4 separate regions of the Mus musculus genome follow, and all the other regions are linked to region 2. The links are chromatin contacts, called in public HiCAR-type and promoter capture Hi-C maps. All regions are on one chromosome and are shown on one strand. The core of a region is the stretch at or near the end of the contact, and the rest is flanking DNA. Distances in the headings are between cores, read along the strand shown.

Region 1 (2,700 bases), core at 117-2,616, 2.7 Mb before region 2:
TTGTAAACACCTGCAAAATATGCAAAAGAAAAAACACTGTAAATTGCACACATACATATCCACGGTTGTACATATTTTTCATGGTGGATGCTCTGAATTTAACTGGTATTCGTTATAAATGTTTTGATAGGGGTTGGGCCTTTTGGTGCTGAGGATAGGACCCAGAGTGCTATGCTTGCTAGGCAGGCACAATATCTCTGAACTAAAAACCTCAGCCTCCAAATACTTTAAAGGCCTGGTACCTGGAGTACTGGTACTTAGAGCTGAGGCCGAGATCAAGAATTCAAGAGTGCAGCAAAATCCTGGTTGGGGTTCAGGGGGAGCCTTAATCATCACAGTTGCAGACCTCAAGACCTCAGTTTTTGTTGGGCCAGTTTTCTATCCCAGTGGCTAACAAAGCCATCAGGTGCCTGAGACGCTTATAACTTTTGAACTTTGGCGTAAAATTTGATGACAGTCCTTAATATTTATCTCCAGAGTCCCAGACATTCACTACAAGGGCATCGATGAAGAACATAAGACCCCAGGTTAGTACATAAAGAACATTTTTTTAATGTTACAAGTACCAGTACTCCAGGGCCTTAAAGTATTTGGAGGCTGGGAATGTACACAGAATGTGACCTTTGTAAAAATGGGAAATAGTAAATATTAAGACAGGTGTTTTCTATCATAAAATGTGTCGTGCAAGCCTTACCAACCCTCATAATAGTTTCCACAAAAATTGTACATCTCCAGTGTAGGTCATGTTAAAATTAAGGTACGTACTTTTGTTTGTGGCACAAGCGGGAGCGGGCCAAAAGAGGAACTGTAGTTTTAAACAGCTCTCAGTGTGAGTGCTGAAATAAATTCGTGTCATCTGCAAGAGAAGTACGTGCTCTTAACCGCGAAAACAATTCTCCAGACTCAGGGGTTATATACTTTTTGTAATTATTTGGGAAATGATCCTTGCCGTGCTGCAGTGGTAACGACTGTCCAAAGAAGTAAAAAACCAAGCCACCTCAATGGCCTGCTGTGCCTTTGGTACCAGATACAGCCTAGGCGATTCTATAGGGTTGCCACTTATGTAGTGCCTTGTTCCTTAGTTATCTACATAACGTATCAGCTATCCAACCGGCTTTTAAGTCACGTCAGTCATCCCAGGACAAGTTTCCTCACGGTTGCCGCAGTTTTAAATAAACTTATAAGCCTCTGCTTGGACCCAATAAACACTCGCCCGAAGACCCTCTGCCTTCCTGGGGCCGCAGTCTCACCTCGGGATGCTCCACGACCTCCGTGCGAATGGCGAGGGCGCCGAGCCTCTGTTCTAACTCAGCCCGCAGCTCCGAGCCTGCCATTTTCCCCTCTACGTGGGCAGGCTTACCGGAAGTGCCACGGCTTCGGGGGCGTGGTGATGGCTGCTTGCTCCGCCCTGGCATGGCTCTGTGGCCTGACCCATCTTTGGGCCGCCGAGAGCGCTTAGCCACACCCCCAACCACCTGAGCCTCCAGTGCCGGGGTCGGAAAGCTCCGGGTTCCATTGCTCGGCCGCGGCAATGTGGCTTCATGCCTCAACAACTGTAGCTTGTGACTTCCGTCTTTCCGTTCTTTTAAATTTTATGTGTTATGGGCGTTAGTTACCGGCTTGCATGGTTGTGCACCACGTGTGAGCAGTGCCTGAGGAGGCTGAAAGAAGGTGTTCAATTTACTAGAACTGGAGTGATGGTGAGTCATGTAGGTGCTAGGAACCGAACTCGGTCCTCTGGAAGACCAGCCATCACTCCCGCATATTATGATATTAGAAAACGGTACTGCGGGTGTGGTGGCGCACTCCTTTAACCCAGCACTTGGGAGGCAGAGGCAGGCGGATTTCTGAGTTCGAGGCCAGCCTGGTCTACAGAGTGAGTTCCAGGACAGCAAGGGCTATACAGAGAAACCCTGTCTCGAAAAAAAAGAAAAAAGAAAAGAAAGGAAGAAAACAGTACTGCGACGAATTACAGTGGTCGTTATGATACTTATGGCCTGGAATTTGCAACCATGGTGGGACCACTTACTTTGAATAAGGTTCAAATTCCACATTAGTATTTCACTTAAACTTTGAAATTAAGGCTCACATGCAACATGAAACACTGATACACTCAGAGATGTTTAATATAAATTAATTGTATTTATTTGGGAGTGAAGATCTGAAAAAGAACCCCTCTTAAGACACAGATGGTATGCTTTTTCTCTCCCTCGGTGACACAAATAGAGCCAGATTAGAACATATTACATGTAGATAAAGGCAGGTTTACTAGGAGGCAGCTTTTGGGCGGGCTCATCAATCTCACATGTGGAAGTCAGTGAAGTCACTCATCTGGTCTTAAGAGGGTTTCACAGAGTTTTGGCAAGGAATGATGCCGTGCTAGCTAGGAGCTGGGATAGTGTCCATACATGGTCAAAAACTGAGCCCCTAAGCAGACACTCTTGGGTGAGTTACCATAAACACACCACATTAGCCAGGAGCTTTCTCTGCCTGTGCAGTAGAAGAAGGAGGGCAGACTGGAAAACAGGGATTTGTTCCAGCCTATGATTTACTCAGTATTGGAAGAAACTACAAAAGAGTAAGTCAGAGTTGTGTTTACAGTTTCACTCTGAACTCAGGATTTCAAAATTTTAAAACTTTTTAGTTTAACCTTTTTTTAAAAATGATTTATTGCCCGGCGGTGGTGGCGTATGCCTTTAA
Region 2 (2,700 bases), core at 147-2,646:
GGCGATAGGAGGGAGGGCCCTGACTGTCCCTTAATGGGAGACCCAAACCAGCACCTCTAGACCCCGAGGGGAGCTATACTGGCTCACCCAAGTGGACTTCCCAGTAAGGCTCCTGCAGAGGAGCTAGCCAGCCATGGAGGCTGCCTGGAGTTCTGTGGACTGGTGCCAGAACCTGTACTACCCTACCCTGTACTGTACTGGACCTACCCGACACCCTTGCCCTCTTACCCGGATTGCCCAGAATGACCCTGGTAAGCATAGGGCTCAGCCTCTGCAACCTCTTGAGAACTGGCCAGCTGCTGAGTTCCCCAGCATCCTCTAGGCTTAAGGGCGGGGGCAAGGGGCTGAGGCTCGCCCCATGGAGGTGGGGAGCACCTAGCCTGGGACTGCCCCGACTTCTTAGCTGGTCTAAACCTGAAAAGCCAGTTTCATCCTAGAATCTTCTCCCGGCTTCAACAGGAAGTGGGGAGGGGGGGCTTTCCCAGGACAGAGCGGGGGGCCTCCGGATCCAGGCCCCGCCCACGCAGACAGACACACTACTCCAAGAGGCACACGGAGCAGGAACTCTGGTCCGGACTATCTGAGCGGAAAGAAAGCCTAGGGGGAGTCCCTTGACCGTTCTCCACCCAGCTCTACTAGCGTGCTCCCAGCAGGACAGACAGGCCCTCTCGCCTATCCCTGAGCCCTTGGGGTCCGCGGTCACCCCACCGCGCCCAGGCCTACTTCAAGATCCCGACTGTGGCCTCGGGCTCGCCCCCGGGGCCACTGTACAGGGCAGGAGATGTCTTTGGAGGCACTTCCCGAGTTTGCCGATGCGAACCGGGCTGAAACGGGCCGAGCAGGCCCAGCCGAGCTCCCCGGCCCGCAGCTGCCACTGTTACTCCCGTGAGTGGGAGGAAGCGGACCCTGTGGCCCGAAGTCGCGCTCTCTGTGCAGAGTTTCAGACGCCACCTTCGGGGCCCTGGGAGCACGGAGGGCATGGGGTGTGGGGGCTGGCAGCGGAGGGGCCGCTCAGGGCGGCTGCGGCCCCCGGACTCCTGTCCCCGGGGACCCGGCGGGGCTGCTACTCCGCTGCCCCGCCCGCCAGGCCGCGCCGATCCGACCACGGGCTATTTCTGTGGGGCGCCGGGCTGGAATCCGGGCCGCGCCGCCTGCGCCGGCGCTCGGGAAACTCCGCGCACCGACTGCCAGCGATCGGCGGACACGCGCCAGAACGCAAGCTCCGCACTCGCCCGCCCGGAACCCCGCGCAAAGACCCCGGCCGCCACTCACCGCCGTAGGGTCCTCAGAAGGGTCTGCACCGGCTGCTGCCGCCGCTGCGGGCCGGGAGGGCGCCCGCGCCTAGTCCCTGCCTGCGCCGCCCGCGCGCCGGCCCGACCCGTCCGCCTGGGAATGCCACGGGCCGAGGGGCGTGCGCGCCGGGGGCGGGCCCGGCAGAGGGGCGGCCGCCTGACTCAGGGCTGAGGAATGCGCGCCGCCCGCTGCCAGCCCCGGGCGCCTCCTCCGGGAAGACCTCCGGCTGTGCTCTGCCAGGGGTCCCGCAGAGACACCTGTAGCTGGGAGTCGGGCTCGCCAGCGACCACCTTAATCATAACATCTGTCTTGGACTCGCCTTTCCATACTCCTTCATCTTGTGCTGCCCCTGTGCTTGGGAAGAGAGGAAGGGGACCTCCAAAGCAAGAGGGTGGCGTGGGAAGGGACCTAAAAGGCAGATTGAACGCCCCTTCCGAAGGCACGCACTGGCACATCACTGAGGGTCCCGAAGCTCTCACTTGTCCTGTGCACACGCGCCTGATCTTTCTAACAAACATTCATGCATTCAGGCCTCTCGCACCTGTTTACACAGACACGTGCGCACACCTATTCAAAATGCACTTCCATGGGCTCACACTCTCTACCCTAACACATTTATAAGTGTGCACACTCACGTTCATACACTGATACACCATTTCACAGGAACCGCAGCTCAGCAATTACCCCTTCCCCTACTTCTTTCCCAGCAGGTACAAGGGTTAGACTACACCTGCCACCCCTCAAGCCATTACATCCGCGCATGCGCTCACTCTTCTCTCTTCAGCCTCAGTGCTCACGTATAACGTCAGGCACGGTTCATCACTCTGTATACTGGACAGGAAGTGCTTCTTTTGCTCTCGGCTGAGGCTGAAGGCTGAGGGAGAAGAAAGCTGTCGTGGTGCAGATGTTCTGGGCTCCTGTAACCCACACATGCCAAGCCAGAGATGGGACAGTCTTCATGCCTAGCATTCTTGACTCATGCTAGGAATAAGCAGGGTCTGGACGCCCAAACTGGGCTGGCTGGAGGTGCGGGGGTTGCATCCTTTCTGGAAAATCAGGGAACCGGCCACAGGAACCGGGCATCTGGTGCCTGTAGGTCCCTACTCCTTCCTGCTGTGGATGCTGCAGGGTCACCTAGACCTTTGTTGAGACCTAGAAATCTATTACCAGCTGCAAGAAGTCCTACAGGAGACTCACTGTGAAGACACACCCAGGGGTCAGTCGTCTTTTCTTACAGAAAGAATTCTTCTGTGTTTATTTTTATCTCTGTGTGTGGTTGCAGGTGCCCACACATGCCAGAGGGGGCATCAGATCCTCCTGGAACTGTAGTTATAGGCAGTTGTGAGCTGTCCAGTGTGTGTGCTGGGAGCCAAGCTCTGGTCCTCTGTAAAGGCAGAAAGCTCTCTT
Region 3 (2,700 bases), core at 159-2,658, 2.7 Mb before region 2:
GAATCCAGTTCAAGTTGGCCCTGAGCTACAGGAGACTGCTCTCTACAAAAAGGGTCAACCAACCATCGCATATTTTAAAATCATGGAACAGCTACAGTGCTCAGCAAGTGTTAGTGGATTCAATATCATCCCTTTTTCTGCATGTTTTCCCTCAAACAAACCTTTTGAATGTTGTAGTCAGACAAAGTCCGGCCATCTTCCAGCTGCTTACCAGCAAAGATCAGCCTCTGCTGATCAGGAGGAATTCCTATTAGAGGAAAAAATACTGGGCTTAATAGAACAAGGTACATTCCCCATTGTTGTGAATCAAATGATTGCTAACAGTGGTCACAGACTTAGATGCAACTTTTTCCAAGAGTAAAAGCCCTGGAACTTTCTCTGTAACCAGGCTGCCTCTACCTCCTTAGTGTTGAGATTAAAGTGTGGACTGGGCCATTGCCCAGCCTGAGCATTTTATCGTCTTTGTGACTCAGTAAACAGTTCTAGATTAACTTTTAAAAGATTTGTCCTGCAGAGTTTCCAGTTAATCAGATAGCCTGACACTAATGTCAGGAATATTTTACTTTCAAAAGCATCTAAATTTATTAATCTGTTTTCTACCTTAAGAACAAACGTGTCTAGGTCACACAAGCCAGTCATTTTTCTAGTGACAAACTTTACTTGCCTTCCTTATCCTGGATCTTGGCCTTTACATTTTCTATAGTGTCCGAGGGTTCAACCTGCCAAGTTTTGATATATGTAGTTAATATACGGTTACATAGTAAGTCATTAACTGCTAGCTTTATACAAAACGAGCAAGGAGGAGGTGAGCTAAAGGTAATCAATTAAGATGACACCGCGTGCAAACTACCCAGAGTGCTACAATCCAAATTAGTCCCCATACCAGGGCGAGCGACGGCGGGGGAAGCACAGGAACGCGTCTGCCCGGAGAAAAGCGTCTCCCATCACCTACCCTACATTTCGCCACTCGGGATAAAGCAGGCTAAACCGTACCACACCGAAAACCAAACGTTGTTTTTGCTAAGCACCATAATCTCAGCTCAAAGCCAAGTTTCACAACTCAAAACTCAGAAACCCGCCCTCAAACACTAAGGGCCTCAGTCAGGCCTTGGCTTCCTCAACGGCAAGGTGGCCCGTACCTCGAGCGTGATGGTTTTCCCCGTAAGGGTCTTCACAAAGATCTGCATCGTGGCGGCGGCTCCACCTGCATTCGAAAAGAGACGGATTAGATCCGACGACACCCGTGAGAGCGACGCGTAGCGCCACTAGCCAGAGCGCGGCCACAGAGCATACACTCACCCACGATGGCGGATCGGAAAGGAAGATCCGAGCGTGGCCGACGGGGTCTCCTGGCCGAAGGACCCGCCCCTTAGGCGGCCACACACGTGCCTGCGCGCTGCAGCGGAATCGCGGCTGTCTAACGCAGTGCCAGATTTGCTCGTTCGCTCGGTTTCTTTACGCTCTTTTCTCGGTTTACCTCAGAATGGCCTCGAAATGATGTGCTCAACTAAAAAAAATGCCTCAAAAGGCTTTCTTATACAGCCGATGCGATTAAGAGAGGCTTTCCTTTAAAGGGGGCTTGTGAAACATAAGAGAGAGGTAAAACAAGTCTATCTGGGAATTGTAGTTTTACACTGCTTTCTTCTTGTTAGAACTACTTGTCCCAGGATGCATTTCCACACTTCCCGGATACCTGATTACACTGTCTAAGCTGTGGAGTGAGGGTTAGGAGAGAGTCAGGTGAGGACTCAGGGGATGAGGCACTATGATTTGCGCGTGGGTGGGGACTCTCTGGAAATGCCCCGGAGGGAAGGCTTAAGGGCTAGAAAGGCATTTGGGGGCTGAAGGTGTCTGTCACACCGTAGTGAGCTAGCCACATCTAAGGTATAGTCGAAGTCTTTCTAAGTGCAGGTTTCTGCCCCTCCCGGTAGTCCCTTCCGCTACCCTTCATCCGATCGGAAGAAGCTTTTGAGCGTCACGCGCCTCCCTAGTATGAAACGGTTAAATGTATTGGAATTTTCATCTTTTCACGTTTTAAAAAACATACGATAAGAAAATCTGCAGAATGTTTAGTTTTCGACTATAAGTTTAAATGTGGAGCGTGTCCATCCTGGAGAAAATAGGAGCATGTGCCCTCGGGGAAACTTGAAGCTGTTAAAAGCTGGTGCCTTCTCTCAGTCCCTTCTCCACCTCACAAACCCAGTGCCCTTTCTAATGCACCCTCTCAATGTCTTTTCACCCTATCCGTAAGCGTAGGCGTGCTCCGTTTTCTTACAACGAGGATCCGTAACTCCCTAATAATCTCTGTTTGCTCTTTCCTCATTTTAATATACTAGCTCTGCTGCCTCCAAATTACACATTTTGAAAAGTAAAAATGTAGGGCTAGGAGATGACACAGTAGCTAATATTCGATATGCAGAACCCTGGGTTGGAACTCAAGCACCCACTTTTTAAAAAGGTTGGTGTGCTTGGTGGAGTCTGTGACATGGTAGGCCAGCAGAGACAGGAGACTCCCTGGACCTCATTGGCCAGCAGGTTCAATGAGAGATGGGGGCCGACGACCCTACACCCACACATGACATACATATTTCTTAAAATAAGATGGGGCTTCCAGATGGCTCCATCAGTAAAGAAAATTTACATCTGCTCTAGATCTGATCAACCTTGAGATTCAATTGGTGGAGAAAACCAACTCTAGCA
Region 4 (2,700 bases), core at 69-2,568, 3.0 Mb before region 2:
TCCTTCATAAAAGCTGCCTACCAAAACACTTAACTCGTGTTTGAACTTTAACAGTTAGAATAAAATAAAAGGTTCAGTGATCAAACAACATTCTTTCTTTACTAGATTCATAGAATTTTGGGTTTGAGAGAAGTCTTGCAAGACAATTCAGGATAAGAACCCTCTGTTAGCTGAATCTCAAACAAGCTGCATTGCAGTACAGTCACTGTCGAGTGTATGCAGATACTTCAAATGCCTGGGAACCCATTAACTTTTCAAGCAGGCCACCTCATCCTAGAAAAGTGTATAAAAGATTCCCTTCACTGAAATGTGTTCTCTGCAGCTGTGAGTCAGTATTCACTCACCCCAGCTCTATTGCACCGATCTTTACAAAAAGTCTGTCCCCCTAACCTAAGACACAAGTTCAGACGATATATATTGCTACCCTCCAAGTATTGCCTAGGCAAAAAAAAAAAAAAAAAAAAAACCAAGATAAAGGTTGGATAGGACATCGTTTGTGATTGCTTCTCTATGAACAGAGTCCAATTCGTCTTATGAACTCGGATATGAGCGTGATATGAACCGATCAGAAAGCACTGATGCTGGTCCTTCAAAAGAATGCCACATTTGTATATCTCGTTTGTTAGAAAGCTCTTCCTCCCCATCGCCTGCTTTGGTCCTGCCGGAGTAATCGAATGCCCCCCTTTGCAGATAAAATGGCCAGAGTGAATTTGTCATTTCATAGGCTGAGTCCACAGGGCGACATCTCAGGGGTCAGAAGGAACTCGAAGAAAAACGACGTTTTCCCCAAATAACTGAGGAAGATGCTGGTTACCCAAACAGTCCACTTGCGCGGGGTAGAAAGATACGGGGTGAAGTGACAGGCCGAACATGGGATTAAAGTCTAATGTCTTCAGGACAGGCGCTCGGGCAGAGTGGGTGAAAAGTCTTGGTGAGCAATTTCACGTCTGCAAACAAACGAGCCACTCGGGAAGGGATGTACGTAATTCCTTCTACAAAACTGTCCTAGGCCCGGCAGGCAGAGACAGTAATATTTGGCTTGTTCACAGTCTGGTTCTTACCTTCGCATTTCTGCTCCACAAAGTCCAAGATGGGGATAGACCAATCCGGGCCCCGCAGGAACCCAGCGATGCTCTCCACCACCCATTCCACTTCGTCCTCTTCTTCCGCAGCCATCCCGCTCGCACCCGGCGACGCGGACGCCTAGGCCGGATTCCCCCAGCCCTGTCTGGCCTTTCGGCCGCAGGAAGCGACGGAGAATGCGGGCAGCAAGGTCCCCGCAATCGCCGGGCCCCCAGGTTAGACACCACAAACCAGTTAACGTAAAATGGTCGCTATGACAACGTACGCAGCAGCCCGGAAGTGAGGCCTGAGTCCTGAGCTCCTGGAGGGGGGGGGCTGGATTAGGAACGTTTCCTATTGGCTAGAAGAGAACGGGGCAAACGATAGCCCTCCACTCATTGGCCCGTAGTTGCTAGGCTGAGAGCAGACGCGCGGGCATTGGCTACTGCGCTTAGAGACGGCGTTCGCGCTCCCGTGTGCGCGCGGCCCGTCTCAAAATGGCGTGCTGAAGGCGTGGCTTCCCTGAGGACCTCCTCCCACCTCATCCCTAGCGGTCTTCAGACCCCCTGGCCCTTGAAAACAAAATTGAGAGAAATATGCTCTGTGAGGTTTACTGATTGATTCTGCAAGCCGTTTGCTTGCTGTCTAAGGATGGGTCTAAGCTTAGTTAACAACAACTAAAATTAGGACAAGTATAAAATCAGTTAATCTCCATTTAATTAGGCTTTCATAGACAGTATTTAGAAAGTATCAAGGTTGCTCTCTTCCTACTTAAGAGCCAGAGGACTCCCAAGAATCTTATAACTAGATGTGGTGGCCTACACCTTTAATCCCAATACTCCTGATAGCCACAGGCAGACAGACCTGAGAGTCCCAGGCCCACCAAGGCTATATAATGAGAGTGGTGAGGAGCTGGAGGAGCAGACTCTACAACTTCAGTTTCATGAAAGTGGAAGTGGAGGACTCAGTGAGAACCAGAGGTGACTGTGTGTTGGGCCGACAGCACAGTACCAGGTCTGGTTGAGGGCAGGAGCTACATACAGCAAATGTTCATGGAAAGCTCAGGAGGAACTAAAGGGGTATTAGAGGCAGAGGACCCTGAAGATCTCAACGTTTCAGTGGTTCTCAACCTTCCTAATGCTGCAGCCTTTTAATACAGTTTCTCGTATTGTGGTGACACCCAACCATAGAATTATTGCATTGCTACTCCATATTGTAACTTTACAACTGTTGTAAATCTGGTGTGCAGGATTTCTGATCCGTGGCCCACAGGTTGAGAACTATTTCAATATATACTAAAGCTGTTGATAGAGGACCCAGCTCTCAAGTCAGCAATTAGTATGTTAGCTAGTTAATCTTGTCTTCTGTCCAAGAATTTCCTTATGGACGAAAAGGTCATTTCTGTGGGGATTTGTCTTGTCACCTGTCTCATCATTGAAGTCTCTGAGGACCACAAAAGCTGCTGAGCCACAAAAGTCATCAAAGGGGCTCCAGGCCCCTCCTTGCTGCCCAGCCTATGGCTCCTCAGGAGCTGTCCAAAATGGCGGTATCACAACATCTCAGCCTACAGCCATCATAAGAGCCGTAAGAGTGGTCCACAGTGGCACACTGCTTTTCTCACCTCATCGGGAGCTGCCC

The links. Promoter capture Hi-C pulls out the DNA fragments that hold promoters and counts their contacts. HiCAR-type assays count read pairs that join an accessible place to other places.
Region 1: a contact with region 2 is called in a promoter capture Hi-C map of pre-B cells, with 2.6 times the contacts expected there. The contact joins the promoter of Prorsd1 here to the promoter of Rhbdf1 in region 2.
Region 3: a contact with region 2 is called in a HiCAR-type map of astrocytes, with 5 times the contacts expected there. The contact joins the promoter of Clhc1 here to the promoter of Rhbdf1 in region 2. A contact is called at or near these places in 1 of 39 promoter capture datasets (liver) and 1 of 115 datasets of contacts at active chromatin or transcription factors (astrocytes).
Region 4: a promoter capture Hi-C map of liver shows a contact between it and region 2, with 2.5 times the contacts expected there. The contact joins the promoter of Cfap36 here to the promoter of Rhbdf1 in region 2. A contact is called at or near these places in 1 of 39 promoter capture datasets (liver) and 2 of 9 other capture datasets (adipose tissue and liver).

What each region holds. Positions count from the first base shown.
Region 1 is chr11:29,513,667-29,516,366 of GRCm38.p6, forward strand. Prorsd1 (prolyl-tRNA synthetase domain containing 1) reads right to left here and starts at 1,367. Exons shown (of 2, transcript NM_026465.3): 1 at 1,251-1,367; 2 at 1-10. The coding sequence starts at 1,334.
Region 2 is chr11:32,220,897-32,223,596 of GRCm38.p6, forward strand. Rhbdf1 (rhomboid 5 homolog 1) reads right to left here and starts at 1,397. Exons shown (of 18, transcript NM_010117.2): 1 at 1,273-1,397.
Region 3 is chr11:29,546,542-29,549,241 of GRCm38.p6, forward strand. Clhc1 (clathrin heavy chain linker domain containing 1) reads left to right here and starts at 1,409. Exons shown (of 12, transcript NM_028504.1): 1 at 1,409-1,599. Rps27a (ribosomal protein S27A) reads right to left here and starts at 1,499. Exons shown (of 6, transcript NM_024277.2): 1 at 1,300-1,499; 2 at 1,140-1,204; 3 at 665-719; 4 at 162-247. The coding sequence starts at 1,187.
Region 4 is chr11:29,245,954-29,248,653 of GRCm38.p6, forward strand. It overlaps Cfap36 (cilia and flagella associated protein 36), which reads right to left and starts at 1,319. Exons shown (of 10, transcript NM_025740.3): 1 at 1,062-1,319. The coding sequence starts at 1,176.